Regions from separate parts of the Mus musculus genome. Here all the other regions are linked to region 1. A link is a contact called in public HiChIP or PLAC-seq and promoter capture Hi-C data. All regions are on one chromosome and are shown on one strand. Each heading gives the region's core, a stretch centred on a gene start, on an enhancer-like site or on the middle of the called end of the contact. The rest is flanking DNA. Distances are from core to core; before and after follow the strand shown. Region 1 holds the start of Nktr (natural killer tumor recognition sequence). Region 2 holds the start of Eif1b (eukaryotic translation initiation factor 1B). Region 3 holds the start of Tcaim (T cell activation inhibitor, mitochondrial).

The links. Promoter capture Hi-C pulls out the DNA fragments that hold promoters and counts their contacts. HiChIP or PLAC-seq counts read pairs in DNA pulled down with a chosen protein or histone mark.
Region 2: a contact with region 1 is called in a promoter capture Hi-C map of erythroid cells, with 6 times the contacts expected there. The contact joins the promoter of Eif1b here to the promoter of Nktr in region 1. A contact is called at or near these places in 6 of 39 promoter capture datasets (cranial neural crest, embryonic stem cells, erythroid cells and 3 more) and 2 of 115 datasets of contacts at active chromatin or transcription factors (astrocytes and embryonic stem cells).
Region 3: an H3K27ac HiChIP or PLAC-seq map of embryonic stem cells shows a contact between it and region 1, with 4 times the contacts expected there. The contact joins the promoter of Tcaim here to the promoter of Nktr in region 1. A contact is called at or near these places in 3 of 39 promoter capture datasets (embryonic stem cells and liver) and 1 of 115 datasets of contacts at active chromatin or transcription factors (embryonic stem cells).

Annotation. Positions count from the first base shown.
Region 1 is chr9:121,716,953-121,721,381 of GRCm38.p6, forward strand. Nktr (natural killer tumor recognition sequence) reads left to right here and starts at 2,229. Exons shown (of 17, transcript NM_010918.2): 1 at 2,229-2,343; 2 at 2,507-2,593. The coding sequence starts at 2,536.
Region 2 is chr9:120,490,106-120,494,534 of GRCm38.p6, forward strand. It overlaps Eif1b (eukaryotic translation initiation factor 1B), which reads left to right and starts at 2,501. Exons shown (of 4, transcript NM_026892.3): 1 at 2,501-2,736; 2 at 4,002-4,165. The coding sequence starts at 2,706. It overlaps D830035M03Rik (RIKEN cDNA D830035M03 gene), which reads right to left and starts at 2,476. Exons shown (of 2, transcript NR_166642.1): 1 at 2,001-2,476; 2 at 316-1,025.
Region 3 is chr9:122,803,376-122,807,804 of GRCm38.p6, forward strand. It overlaps Tcaim (T cell activation inhibitor, mitochondrial), which reads left to right and starts at 2,172. Exons shown (of 11, transcript NM_001013405.2): 1 at 2,172-2,313.

The DNA.
Region 1 (4,429 bases), core at 979-3,478:
TTACTTTATTGGGGTCTTAGATCTACTTCCCTTCCAACCCTTATTCCACCCTGATCTCTTCCAACTCCCCAACGCTAGGTAGGAAGGAAAGAAAGAGAGGAAATGAGGCACAGACCTCTTTAGATTATTTCCTGCTGACTGGGGATGTTGAGTTACTTGAGGCAAGTCCAATCTTCATGGTCAGGATATCTCCAATTTCTTCTCATCTCTTTGCTCACGAACACTTGGCAAAACTCCAGGAGAAGCAGCATTCCCAGAGCGCCCCACCTCATCTCAGGACTCTGGTTCATACCCTTGGAAGCATCCCTAGACTTCTGAATGTAAACTATCTACAGCTGGCAAAAGCATGCCCCTGCCAGTGCACTTGGCAAATCATAATCACCTGCTGTGGAGTAGTCTCTTATCCCACACCTGGGGTTAAATAAAGACATTCACACAATTATAACTGGGTTTTCTAAGAAACCAAAATTCTCACTATAGAGTCTCTCTTTGTGGTCTTTCCTGGAACTCTCTGTGTAGACAGACTGGCCTTTGAGTCACAAAGAGCAACCTGTCTTTGCCTACTAAGTGCTGGGTGCTGTGATTAAAGGTGCGTGCCACTATACCCATCGTAAGTGAGGACTCAACAGCTGAGCCATCTCTCCAAACACAGAGACAACATAGTAGAACCGATTTAAGCTTATCCCGGCTTATAAATAAATGAGTGGAGGGTAACTCCTAATGTACTCTTCTAACTGCTGTCCTGGCTACCTCCCTTGGGTGTACCCCAGATATGGACTGTTTTTTCTGGCTGTGTGCTCATCCTTTGCCTCCCCCCATGGGGGCTTCCTCTCTCCCATTCCTCCTTCTACACTTGGTCTCTCTTTTCTCCTTACTCTTCCCACCCAGGTAACTCAAAATCCACCTACCTCGAATCCCTCCAGTAATTGGCTGTAGCCAATTTTATTTAACCAACAGTTTTAAATTAAGGAACAAGGTACAAAAGCTTGGAAAGACGGTAAGTCACTCGTAGGTTTAGGTTTTTGGATATGGAATTTTGCTTTATGTAACAGACCCAACCTCAACACTGATTGTGATTAAAATTTTCTACAACAGCACATTTTTTAAAAAAGATTTATTTATTATATGTAAGTACACTGTAGCTGTCTTCAGACACTCCAGAAGAGGGCATCAGATTTCATTATGGATGGTTGTGAGCCACCATGTGGTTGCTGGGATTTGAACTCGGGACCTTCAGAAGAGCAGTCGGCGCTCTTAACCACTGAGCCATCTCGCCAGCCCCAACAGCACATTCTTATTGTGTACCTTTTGTTTTGAGACAGGATCTACCTAGCCCTGACTGGCCAGGAAGACAATATGTAGAACTGACTGACCTCAGACTGAGAGCCACCTACCTCTGCCTCTCGAGCCGCTGGGATTAAAGGCTGTGTATTATTGCTCACAGACTTTCCTTTTGTAAGGTTTTACTTTCTGTTTTGCCTGCATGTATGTCTGGGCACCATGTGCATGCTTGGTGTCCACGGAGGTCAGGGGAGCGCGATGGAAACCCTGAAACGAGATGGTTGTAAGCCACCATGCGGTTATTGAGCTGGGCTTTGAACCAGGTCCAATGCAAAAGCGGCCTCTAGACCATCTTAACTGCTAGACCATCGCTCCTGTCAACTGGTTTGGTTTCTTCACAGGTCTCAGGTATCTCAGGCTGACCTTGAACTTCTGAATCTCCTGCCTTTACCCACCAAGCGCTGGTGCGCAGGTGTAAACGCTACGGTTTGTGTTTTGCTTCGGGGTTTTGTTGTTGCCTTGATTTTTGTTTCCTTTCGTTGTATTTCTGAGAAAGCCTCAAGTGACCCAGGCTGGCCTCGAGCCGGCGGCCAGCCTCGTCTCACCCTGGCGGGCAAGGGAGGCACATCTGGCTCCATCTGGTCCTCGATTCTTTTAACGCGAGACAAACAGCGTGACCGCATCAACCACGAGAGAGAACAGGTCACCCGCCACGTCGGCCGGAAGCCTGGGATTCACCCTGCGTTCATCCACTGGCCACGCAATCAGAAATCTCGCGGTGCTGCATGAGTGAGCCGTGGTTGACAGCTCGCACACGTCTGCGCACTCGGGATTGGACAGGGGATCCTGAGGGGCGGGGCACGAGAGCCCTGGCGCGGACCGCCTACTCCGACCCCACACCCCGCTCGGCGGCGAGACGAACTCTCGCGACGCTTGCGTCCGGCCTCGCGAGCTCTGGCGTGGCGCTCGCCGGCTGGCCCTCACGGGGAAGAGGTGGCGTTCCGTTGGTGACGTTAGGCTCCGGCGGCGCCGGCAGGGCGTTCTCCGGAGCTGTGCGGCCAGGTGAGAAGCTCGACGGGAGCGCGGGTAGCCGCGGCTGGGGTGGGCGGGCGGGCGGGTGGGCAGGGTGGGGCGGCCTCTCGTCGGCCGCGTCCCTGTCAGGCGGGCCGGGCCCCGCCCCGCCCGGCCGCCCGCCTGCCCTCAGCGCCCTCCTCCCTGTCCGCAGCTCGCCGCCGTCCCGCTGCTGCGCTCGCGATGGGCGCCCAGGACCGGCCGCAGTGTCACTTCGACATCGAGATCAACCGGGAACCGGGTGAGCGGGGCGGGCCCCTCTGTGGGCCCGGGTCGGGGTGGAAGTGGACGCGGCGGAGCCGGAGCCGGAGCCGGGCGGGGGCGGGGCGGGGCGGGCTCGGCCGGCCAGAGCTGCGGAGCCGCCGCGGTCACGAGCCGGCCAGCTGCCCTCCGCTGTCCCTCGGGAGCCTTCCCGAGAATGTACTGGCTCCGGGAGACGTGGCTGGAGAGGAGAGACTGAAGGGCTTGTGCGGGTTCTGTAGCCCCGGGATTGCTCCTAGGCTGCGGCCGCGATGTTTGGTTTTTTTTTTTTTTTTTTTGGAAGTCCAGTGTGCAGCCATTCATTAATCCCGAGGCGTCGACGTCTCTGTGTGCAGAGAGGTGGCTGCTGCACACATCGGTGCGCACACATGTAAAGGTCGCGTGTGTATCGAGCAGGAACATGTGTACGGATGCGCGGTTCTCAACCGACAGGGATCTTAACTGGAGGTGTGTGGTGTGCGCCACGTCTTAGGTCGCAGTGGACTCGCAGGAGAGCTGCTTGTCCTGGGCTCTGGAAGGGCAGCAGTGACTAAAGCAGGGCTGCTGCTTCTTTTATGTTGACGTCCTGGGGGAAAGAGGCAGGAAGTGAAGGGGTAAAAACCGCATTCCCTCCAGTAGTGCTGTTTTAGTCAGGCGGTGAGCGAGAAAGGCCATCTTGAGAAGATGACATTTGAGTAGGTGCGAAGCCGAACCTGTGGAGGGACGCCTTTGAGAACTGTGCTTGGTAGTGGCAGCCAACGGTTAGCTTGGGTTCTGAGACAGCGCTTGTGTTTCTTGAGGGAAAGCGAAGGTCCCGGTCTGGCTGGAGTAGAGGGAACAGAATAAGGAAAACTCAGGCTCTAGGATAAAAGGAAGACGGTGACGGTTCTGAACAAAGGATTGGAGCGATCTTAAACGTTCTGTTTTTCTCATCTAACATTTCGACCCTGACTGTAGCTGCAGTTTATTTAGCATTTACCAAACTTACTCTGGAGATTTTTCACGGATTTTTTTTTTTTTTTTGCAAAACTAATGTATTAACATACTCAGAAAGTAATAGGAATATAACTGGGAAGTATTTTCCTCGAATAACCAAGGACCTGACTTTGATCCCCAACACCACAGATGGATGTCAGTCTTGAAAAGAATGTACTTAACATGGCTATACATCTTCGTTTAATGTCTTTTTTTTTTCAGGCGTCTTCTATTTTTAACCTTTTAAATTTTGTTTTGTTTTTGTATTTCAAGACAGGGTTTTTCTGTGTAGACCAGGCTGTCGTAGAACTCAAAGAGAACCGAGTGCTGGGATAAAAGGTGTCCACCACTATTGCCCCACTTATTTTTAAGAATCAGCCAGAAGCAGTGGGAGAGTGCTTGTCTGGGAAGAGTGCTTGCCTGTTGTATTGTTGGCTCCAAGTTCAATTTCCAGCGTCACAAATAAAAGTATCTGATTTAGATTTACTTTGATAAGCAGAGGTGATGCAGAAATCAAGATGTACTGTTAAGGATTAAGTATGTACTTTCAGTTACCATGAGTACAAATACAAAACAGATTTTCTTTTGAATTATAAAACTGTTGGATGACTGCAAATGCAGATTTAAAAGGGGGACAACCTTTACATTGTATAACAGGTTTCCTGTATGAATCCAGTAAATTGTTCCTATTGGAAGTCATTCTGTTGTTATCCTGTAATATTTGGTGGTTATTAAGGTTCTTAACATAGGCTCTAATTTCTTTGATTAATACAGGATTATTCATTCACATGTATGTTATTTAATTGATTTATTATTGGTGGTTTGTGGCTTTTAAGAAGCTGATGTATTTATTTATCTAACT
Region 2 (4,429 bases), core at 1,251-3,750, 1.2 Mb before region 1:
AGTGTCCCCTTTATGAGGAACCAAGAGAAGCAGCTCCTGTGCCCAACAGCCAGGCAAAGTGATTCCTGCTGGACAGCCGGTAGGTTCTCTCCCTGTAACATGTGGGTTTTCTGGCTGATTTCAAGTACGGTGTTGTGTGGATGCTAAGACCCTGGTTTGGAGTCTACCTCTAACCTTGGCAACCTTCCAACTGTCACCCTTTATCTTCGCTCCTTCTCTTGGTCAGCGGTTCCCTGTGACCCATCCAGACTCTTTTCTGACACAGCCAGAAACGACACTTTAACCCACGCTGCTACCACTTAAAGCCAGACACACTCCATTTTAAACACTTCAGTTTATTCTTTTTATAAGAATGCTGTCTTGTAGAAATGGGATATAAGCTACATGTGATGTGAGATTTTCCAGTAGGGTTTTTTTTTTTTTTTTAAGTAAAAGCAGGTGGACTGGAATCTTTTGAAGTCTGCGCATATTTTATATTTACCCTTGCATTTCCATTTAGACCAGCTATACTGCAAGAGCTCCGTGCTGTGGGTGAACAGTAGATTTGCACTGTACACTAGAGGCTTAAACACAAAGTCCATGAGGGCAGACACAGAAGAGCCTTTAACCAGTTTTTTTTTATTTGCTTGGCTAAAACTTTTGTAGCTTTCTTGGGTACTTCTGATGTAAGCCTTACTTCTAAATGGAGGGATACGTTCTACTAACAGGTATAGTGACAGTGAGACCTTGAAATTTTCGGGGTGTGTGTCTGCAATGTGAGTGATGTCCACCTGAGTGCAGGTACCCACAGAATCCATAAAAGGGCATCCGACCTCCTGGAGTTGGAGTTGTAGGCAGTTGAGAGCTGCTTTCTCCTGAGAGCTGGGGCCTGCAGCAGTCCTCTGAAAGAACAGCTAGACTATGCCATTGCTCCAGCTCCAGTCTTCAGGGAAACTTCAAGGTTTTTCTGTTTTAGTTTTCTTCTCTGGCTCACTCATCCTAGGCTCCATCTGAGAAACCACGTAATACCCAGTGGTAAGGTATATCTAGTAAGAAAAGGGGGGAAACATACCATGTAGTAGAGTGGTAATTTATACCGTATGTTTTGTGTAGTCTGTGCTTCTTATACTACTTTGTAGACTTCTTTAAGTTACTTAGAAAATAGTGTTAATATTTCAGGCAGAAAATTTATATAATTTATTAAAAACTTCTCAAGGACTGGTGAGGTGGCTCAGGCTTGCTGATGGCCTGACAACCTGAGTTCCTGCTCCAGGACCTACATGAAGGTGGAAGATGCTCAAGACTATTAATTCAAATATTCGTAAGCTAGAGTTTTTCAAACCATGGTATAAGAATAAAACTGAGTAAGTAGTGTGCCTGAAACCTGACTGGTGGATGTAGGGGCATACAAGTGTATTCATTTTTACAACCCTAAAGCAACAGGCCATGCATAGAAACATTAGGAGCGGCCACTTTGTACAATAGAAGTCACTGAAACATGAGCACTACACTCCAGATATTCATTTCCTTTTTTAAACTACAGTAATGGACTTCGAGAGACTTCCCAGGAGTTGCTGCTCTTACACAAGACCTGGGTTCTGTTCCCATGGTCTCATAACCAGCTGTTATTCCAGTTCCAGGGGATATGACACCCTCTTCTGGCCTCTATGGTACATACACCCAACCACATAAAAATAAAATCTTTTTAAAAAGGAAATTGTAGTAGCGATTGGACCTACTGCTACATCTTGTTGAATGGATTGCTAGACAGAAACATAGTATGTATGCTATCTATGGCTTCTAATGTCTTGCATCAGGCCTCCAATACTATTTCAACACGAAGGCAACAGGTTTGACCTACAAAAAGGTTAAGAATTCCAAATTTTTAGTCTACTGCTTTGGTCTAGAAAGCCAACCACCTGCATAGGTGGTTTACATAGGTTAAGACGGTTCTCCACTGTCCACTGATGGTTGTGCACGGTTACTCTTTACAGTTACTTCATCTGCTCGCTCACACTCACCTAGCAACCACCAGACACCCATCCTGCACGGGACTTGCATCCGACCTTAGGAGGCTCCGCAGAGGAGAGCTCGGGCGGGATGGTAGCGCGTTCTCTCCACGCACACCTGACTCTGCTAGAGGCTAGGTCGTGACACCTGAGACAAACAGGTTAAGCTTAGTAGAGACTGCAGCATCGGAATCCCGGGGCTTGGAGGAAGGGAGAATTCCCAGGTGGCACCCACAAGGGTTCTGCAAGGAACTCAGGGGTCTCGGGAACCCTGGGGGCTGGGGAGGGCGGCGGAGGCGCAGAGCGCGGTCCCCGCTGGTTGCAAGTCCAGACCCCCGGGGGCACGTTTCTCGCCGTTGCACCCGGAAGCGCCTCCGCCCGGCGCCTCGGGCGGGACGGACCGCGGCTGCCCGCAGTGGGCTCCCGCCCGCTCCTCGCTGGCCCCCGGCTCGGCGCTCCGGGGCGGACGCGCGGTGCGTGCGGACGGTCACGTGGCGGCGGCGCGCGGGGCTAAATACGCGGCGCCGGCCATTTTGTGCGAGAAGCCGCAGCGCCGCCTCCCTGCTCGCGCCCCACCGCCGCCTCCGCGTCTTCCTGCGCCCCGGGCTTCCGCCGCTTCATTGATTTCCGTTTCTCGCCGCTGCAGCCTCCTGACACGGTGATCCGGGCGGGCCCCGCGGGAATTCTATCCTCTCACCGGCCTCACACTAGTGTCGCATGTCCACTATCCAGAACCTCCAATCTTTCGGTAAGGGCCAGTGGCCGGCCGCCGCCCGCGTCCCTCTGGGCTTTGTCTCGGCGCCCAGAAGATGGCGACGGGGGGCTCCCCGCGACCCTAGCCCGGGGGATGCCCCTCTCCGGGCCTCGGACACGGCCTTAAGTGGGCCTGCGACTCCGTAGAGGCGAGGGCCCGACCGGCAGGCGCTTGGGGAACTTGACACTGGCAGGAAGACAAGGGTCTCGGGGACTCACAGGACGGTCGGGGGACACGCCAGGGCTGCAGGGGGACCCGCCAGAGGCTGGGGGGACTGACAGAAAGGCCGGGGGCTTCAGAGACCCGTAAGGGAGCTACAGTACTTGCCAGGGCTGCAGAGACTAGGACTAGGGGCTTGCAGGGAACCTGACAGTGACAAGACGCTGGGAGTCTCTGGTGTTATCTCTCTTGTGGCCTCGGGGCTGGCCAGGGCTTTGCAAGGAGACTGGAGGGGTGGGGCCCAGAAGCTGGAGAACCTGACAGCTTTAGGGTGACTGCGAGACCTGTGACTCTCAGACGACTCACAAGTGTGTGTGTGTGTGTGTGTGTGTGTGTGTGTGTGTGTGTGTGTGTTGGGGCATGGGGGGCGGGGGGTGGCCTTGCTCAGTCCTTGCTGGGAGGGAAGGGAAGTTAAGGGCTTAGAGGATCTGCGACTCAGTCGGCCAGGACTGGAGGGGGGGGGGGTGCCAGAGAGACCTGTCACTGACCGGAGCTGGGGTGGGGCTGGACCCAGCTGGTTTTAAGCAGCCCCCAGAGGCGTCTGTTTGAAACACTTAGGAGAGAGGCCTCTGATTTGACTTGGAAGTGGCCCTGTTGTCTCTGCTTGCAATCATTTTGTAAATTACACCTCGTGAGGTTGCATGTATATGTTTATATGTGTTTTATAAGGCTCAGTTACTATGTTAACTAATTGGGGTGGGTGTTTTTGAATGTTGTAGTCGAAAAATAGTGGCGGTGACGCATGTTCTTGTGGCGGCTGTATGAAGGCTGTATGAAATTAGGGTTTCGTAAATGTTTTCTGTCTCATTTGCTGGTGGCTTCCACAGTGGTGGTCTCTACTTTTAAGCTCAGATATCGGCATACAGAGCCTGCTTAGGTTTTTCTCCTTTGAAAAACTTATTATCAGTGAGCCCCACCCTCGCCTGCAGAAATGGAGCAGGAGTGCTGGAGGCCTCACCGAGGTCTGTCTGGATATGGAGTGGAGCACGCTTCTACATACTACTTTGTAATTTGTTTTCTACTTTTCTGCTCCTCTACAGACCCCTTTGCTGATGCAACTAAGGGCGACGACTTACTCCCGGCAGGGACTGAGGACTACATTCATATAAGGATCCAGCAGCGCAACGGCAGGAAGACGCTGACCACTGTGCAGGGCATTGCGGACGATTATGACAAAAAGAAACTTGTGAAAGCTTTCAAAAAGGTGACCGTGAGGAGTGGGTGCATGCCAGAGCTCGGGCCAGGAGAGCTGCTTTGTTCTCCATCTGAGTCGGTTACCCCTCTCTGAGGAATGTGAGCCGATGAGTTGTTACTGTTCCCCTAATATTTCCCTCATGTGGCCTCCAGATTCATTTACAGAGTCGCTTAGTTCTGGAGGACACTGCTCCTTGGTGCAGTCAAGCCGGCTGGCGCAGCTGTGTTTGTTCTGTCAGAGTTAACCCTCTGCATTTAACTTGATGTGTTGTAG
Region 3 (4,429 bases), core at 922-3,421, 1.1 Mb after region 1:
CTCTGCTCCACACTCTGTCTCTGTATCTCCTCCCACGGGTATTTTGTTCCCCCTTCTAAGAAGGACAGAAGTATCCATACTTTGGTCTTCCTTGAGTTTCATGTGTTTTGCAAAATGTATCTTGGTATTCTAAGTTTCTGAGCTAATATCCACTTAGCAGTGAGTGTATATCATGTGTGTTCTTTTGTGATTGGGTTACCTCACTCAGGATATTTTCTAGTTCCATCAATTTGCCTAAGAATTTTATGAATTCATTGTTTTTGATAGCTGAGTAGTATTCCATTATGTAAATGTACCAAATGTATCCATTCCTCTGTTGAGGGACATCTAGGTTCTTTCCAGCTTCTGGCTATTATAAATAAGGCTGCTATGAACATAGTGGAGCATGTATCCTTATTACATGCTGGAGCATCTTCTAGGTATATACCCAGGAGTGGTATAGCTGGGTCCTCCAGTAGTACTATGTCCAGTTTTCTGAGGAACAGCCAAACTGATTTCTAGAGTGGTTCTACCAGCTTGCAATCCCACCAGCAGTGGAGGAGTGTTCCTCTTTCTCCACATCCTCCCCAGCATCTGCTGTCACCTGAATTTTTGATCTTAGCCATTCAGACTGTTGCGAGGTGGAATCTCAGGGTTGTTTTCTAGAACCCAGGACCACCAGCCCATGGATGGCACCACTCACAGTGGGCTGGGACCTCTTACATCAGTCACTAAGAAAATGCTTTCCTGCAGTGTGATCTCCAGAGGTGTTTTCTCCATCGCGGCTCCCTCTTCTCTAAGGACTCTAGCATGTGTGAAGTTAACATAAAGCAGCAGCACAGACTGAAAACACAAAGATCCAGGGCACCCCACCAAATGTCTAAGTTACCCTCCTAACAGCTCCCTTTCAGTGGGTCTCATATGACTATTACGTGTACGTTGTGGGAGGAGCACACATCCATGTGGATTTTTGCAGGACAGCGTTTTTGGAATCTGTTCTTTCCTTCCACCTCCATCTAGTTACGGTAATCAAACCACAGTGGTCAGGCTGGAGGGTCTGATAGCAAACACTTTCATCTGTTGGTCGACCTGGCAGCACAGTACTGTATGCTTTATGATAATATGTGACTAAGGACATTGCTAATGAAAATATTTTAAACAAATGTGCCAAAATATAAATATCTAACAAGGATTGTCCCAAAACACTAAGAAGTTAAAACTTCAGAAGTTGTCAGGTGGTGGTGGCCCATGCCTTTGATCCCAGCACTCAGGAGGCAGAGGCCAGCAGATCTCTCTTCAAGGCCAGCCTTGTCTACAGGACTACACGGAGAAATCCCGTCTCAAAACAAAAAACAAAAACTCCTTCAGAAACCACCTTCAGTATCTGTAGCCTATTCTCTTTAACATAGTCCTCACTCTAAATAGTACTGTACGCCACAAATTCAAGTCGTCTAGAGGGGAAAAGCCCTAAATAGGGTAATAAATGGGACAAGTATTTAAAGGAGTTCTCAAAATGGGTAGAGGCAGTGTCCTTAAATCTACAGTCTCACAAGGGCAGGAAAATTGAGTCCCAGCACTCTTAAGCTTGCGTGACATGTGGCGCACACACTGCCTCAGAGACAGGTGGGCAATTGTAAACTATGCTCCTGCAGACAAAGGACACGATGTGGGCCGCAAGGTCGTCTTCAGGAGAATGAAGATCTGAGAGAAGGGGTGGGATGGCTTCTTGCTGGTTGACCAAGCCAAGAGGTAGCAAAGCGAAAAGCAGTTTATATTCCATCATTTGCAGGTCTGGAGATCAGTTACAGACGTCCAATAAAGCAGTAAAAAGCCCATGCTGAGTACACTGAACGTTTAAAAACAGCCTAGTAAGGAGTCGCGATGTGTCATGCCTGTAATCAAAGCACGTAGGAGGCTGAAGCAGGAGAATTGCCGCAAGTTCAAGGCCAGCGTGGGTTACAGTGTGAGCCACTGTCCCAAATAATTAAACTATCTCAAATAGATTAGATTGAGGAAAAGTCAAGTGGGAAATGTAAGCCAGAGGAACCGGATCTTTCACACTCAGCTGCATCTGGGAAGCCTACCAAGACTACCAACGGCTGCTCAGCAAGAACTGCGTCACCAGAGCGCCTTGCATAGCTCCGCCCCTTCCCCCCTCCCCACCAGGGGCTGCGCGTGCGCGCTTTGGCCCCGCCCCTGCCTCCCGCTACTCCTTTACCTTTGCTTATCGTCCTCCCACCTGCCTGCCAATCATCTTTCTCCCTCAGACCTAGTCGGCCGGAAGAACCGGCTTGTGTCTCCCGAAGCTGCCTTCGGAAACCCGCAGATAGCGGGGTAAGGACACCGCTTTGAAGCGGGGTGGGAGGCCGCTGAGAGCCGACGTCCTGGCTGGGAGCCGCTTGCCGGCCTTGCGCAGGCGTTCTAGGAGGAAGGTCGGTCCGCCTTAGCCAATGAGCATGGTTCGTGCGGCCTGCCGGCTCCAAGTGTCGGGGCGTCCAAGCACGAACCCAGGCCTCTGAGACAGTGGGCCAGACCTGTCAGGAGCTCCCTGCAGAGCGAAAGTTGCCCAGGGACTCCACACTTGCCACACAGGCCTTGGCCTGTGCGTGCTGAGGCGTAGGCGAGGCTGTCAGATGGGAGCTGGGTTTAGGCTGCTGCTGGGAGAGCCTTGAGGCTGGTGGGGCCCTGGGAGGAGCTGCACCCCAAGTTGCGGACCTGTCCATTCACCTCTAGACCTGTAATCAAACTTATGGCTAAGTAGACTCTCAGAGGGGAGTCTGAGGCGTAGATTACTCAAGTGCACTTCACCACTAAAGAGCTTAAGGAGTGTGCTAATTCATTCAAGACATCTGTGGAATGTGTGTGTGCGAATGGGTTTAAGATTGTAGGATAATGGTAAAAGGAAACAGGATCAGGCTGAATTTTATCAGTTTGAGACCACCGATTGGAGATTCCAGATTTAATGTGGAGTTCATATAGTTTTAAAAAGGTGTCAAAGTTTGGTTGGCTGGTTGGTTGGTTAGATTTGTCTACAGATGGCCTACTGAAAAGGAACTGGAGATGCCTGCCATCCCTTGGCTTAGTGTTGATGAAGGAGTTTTAAGCTCAGGGAAATTGCAGTGCTAGAGTGGGTACTCTCTGAAAAACCTGATCCCTCATAATGGAAAGGCCCAGAAGACATGCCCTACACTAACCTATAAGATGAAAATGGTTTGAGGGGGCAACAGCAGGTCCGAAGAGTTTTTGTCGTAATTTTTTCTCTTGTGCCAGATCTTAGGGTTCAGTGGGTGTAATTGGACCTTGGAGTAGCACCAGTGCCTGTATATATTAGGTCAGGCTGGGCCAGAAGTGCCTGAATCCTTCTTGAAACTGTAGAGTTTGTAGTTATGATTTAACTCTCCAGCAAGATACAAAAGGAAAGCTAAAGAATTTGTTATCTAGCCAGGCGATGGTGGAGTGTCATTAATCCCAGCAATGGGAGGCAACAGGAGGCAGAGACAGTTGGATCTCTGTGAGTTCAAGGCCAGCATGGTCTACAGAATGAGGTCCAGGACAGCTAGGGGTGTTACACAGAGAAACTTTGTCTCCAAAAACAAACAAATGGAACTTGTTATCATTGATATGTCTAATACTGTCTCCTGGTTTTGCTCTGGTTGTTTACTTGGTTCCCTACTCTAAGTAGAAAGCCTAAAAGCATTTTTTTTTTTTTAAATCCTGGTCTCTGGGTGAGAGGGTGCATGCTTTTAATCCCAGTACTCCAGAGGCAGAAGCAGGTAGATCTCTCTGAGTTGGATGCCAGCCAAGTCTACAAAGTGATATCCTGTCTCCAAAAACAAACAAACAAACAAACAAACAGAAAGGAAAAGAAAAGAAAGGTAGTTAGGTATGGTTTTATCATTACTTGAGAGAAGAATTTTTTTTTCTAAAGAAAAATTCCAAGATAGTTACAAAGGGAAACCATAACTAAAGTGAAGTTAGTGTGAAGTTAAGTTAATTGAAATAAGTTACTTTCAAATACAGATTGTGCCAAGGGGCCAAAGCTCAGTGTTGAAGACCTCTATTTGATAATTTCTGTGCTTGTCAAAAATAATGGACAGAGGCTGTTAGATCTACAAAGCAAGTTCCAGACCAGCCTGAGCTACGTAGAGAGTTGCAGACCTTGAAGAAAGAAAGGAAGGAATGGAACAGAAAATAATACCACTATTAAGTAGATTCGGGTAGTCATTTATACTGGCTTGTAAACGAATTTTATCCTTCCATATCTACCTTCTGTCCACACAGTAGATCATTTCTTTAGGACAAGGCTCTCCAGGGTGCCCTCCCTGCCCTATAGGTGTAGCCTCAGGAAGTCTCCTGTTACTCTGAAAGTCGGAATCATTGCATTTACTGCTTTGTTTTACAGTTATCTACTTGTGTCTGTGTCCTGCTTCTCTACCCTTTCCTCAAACTA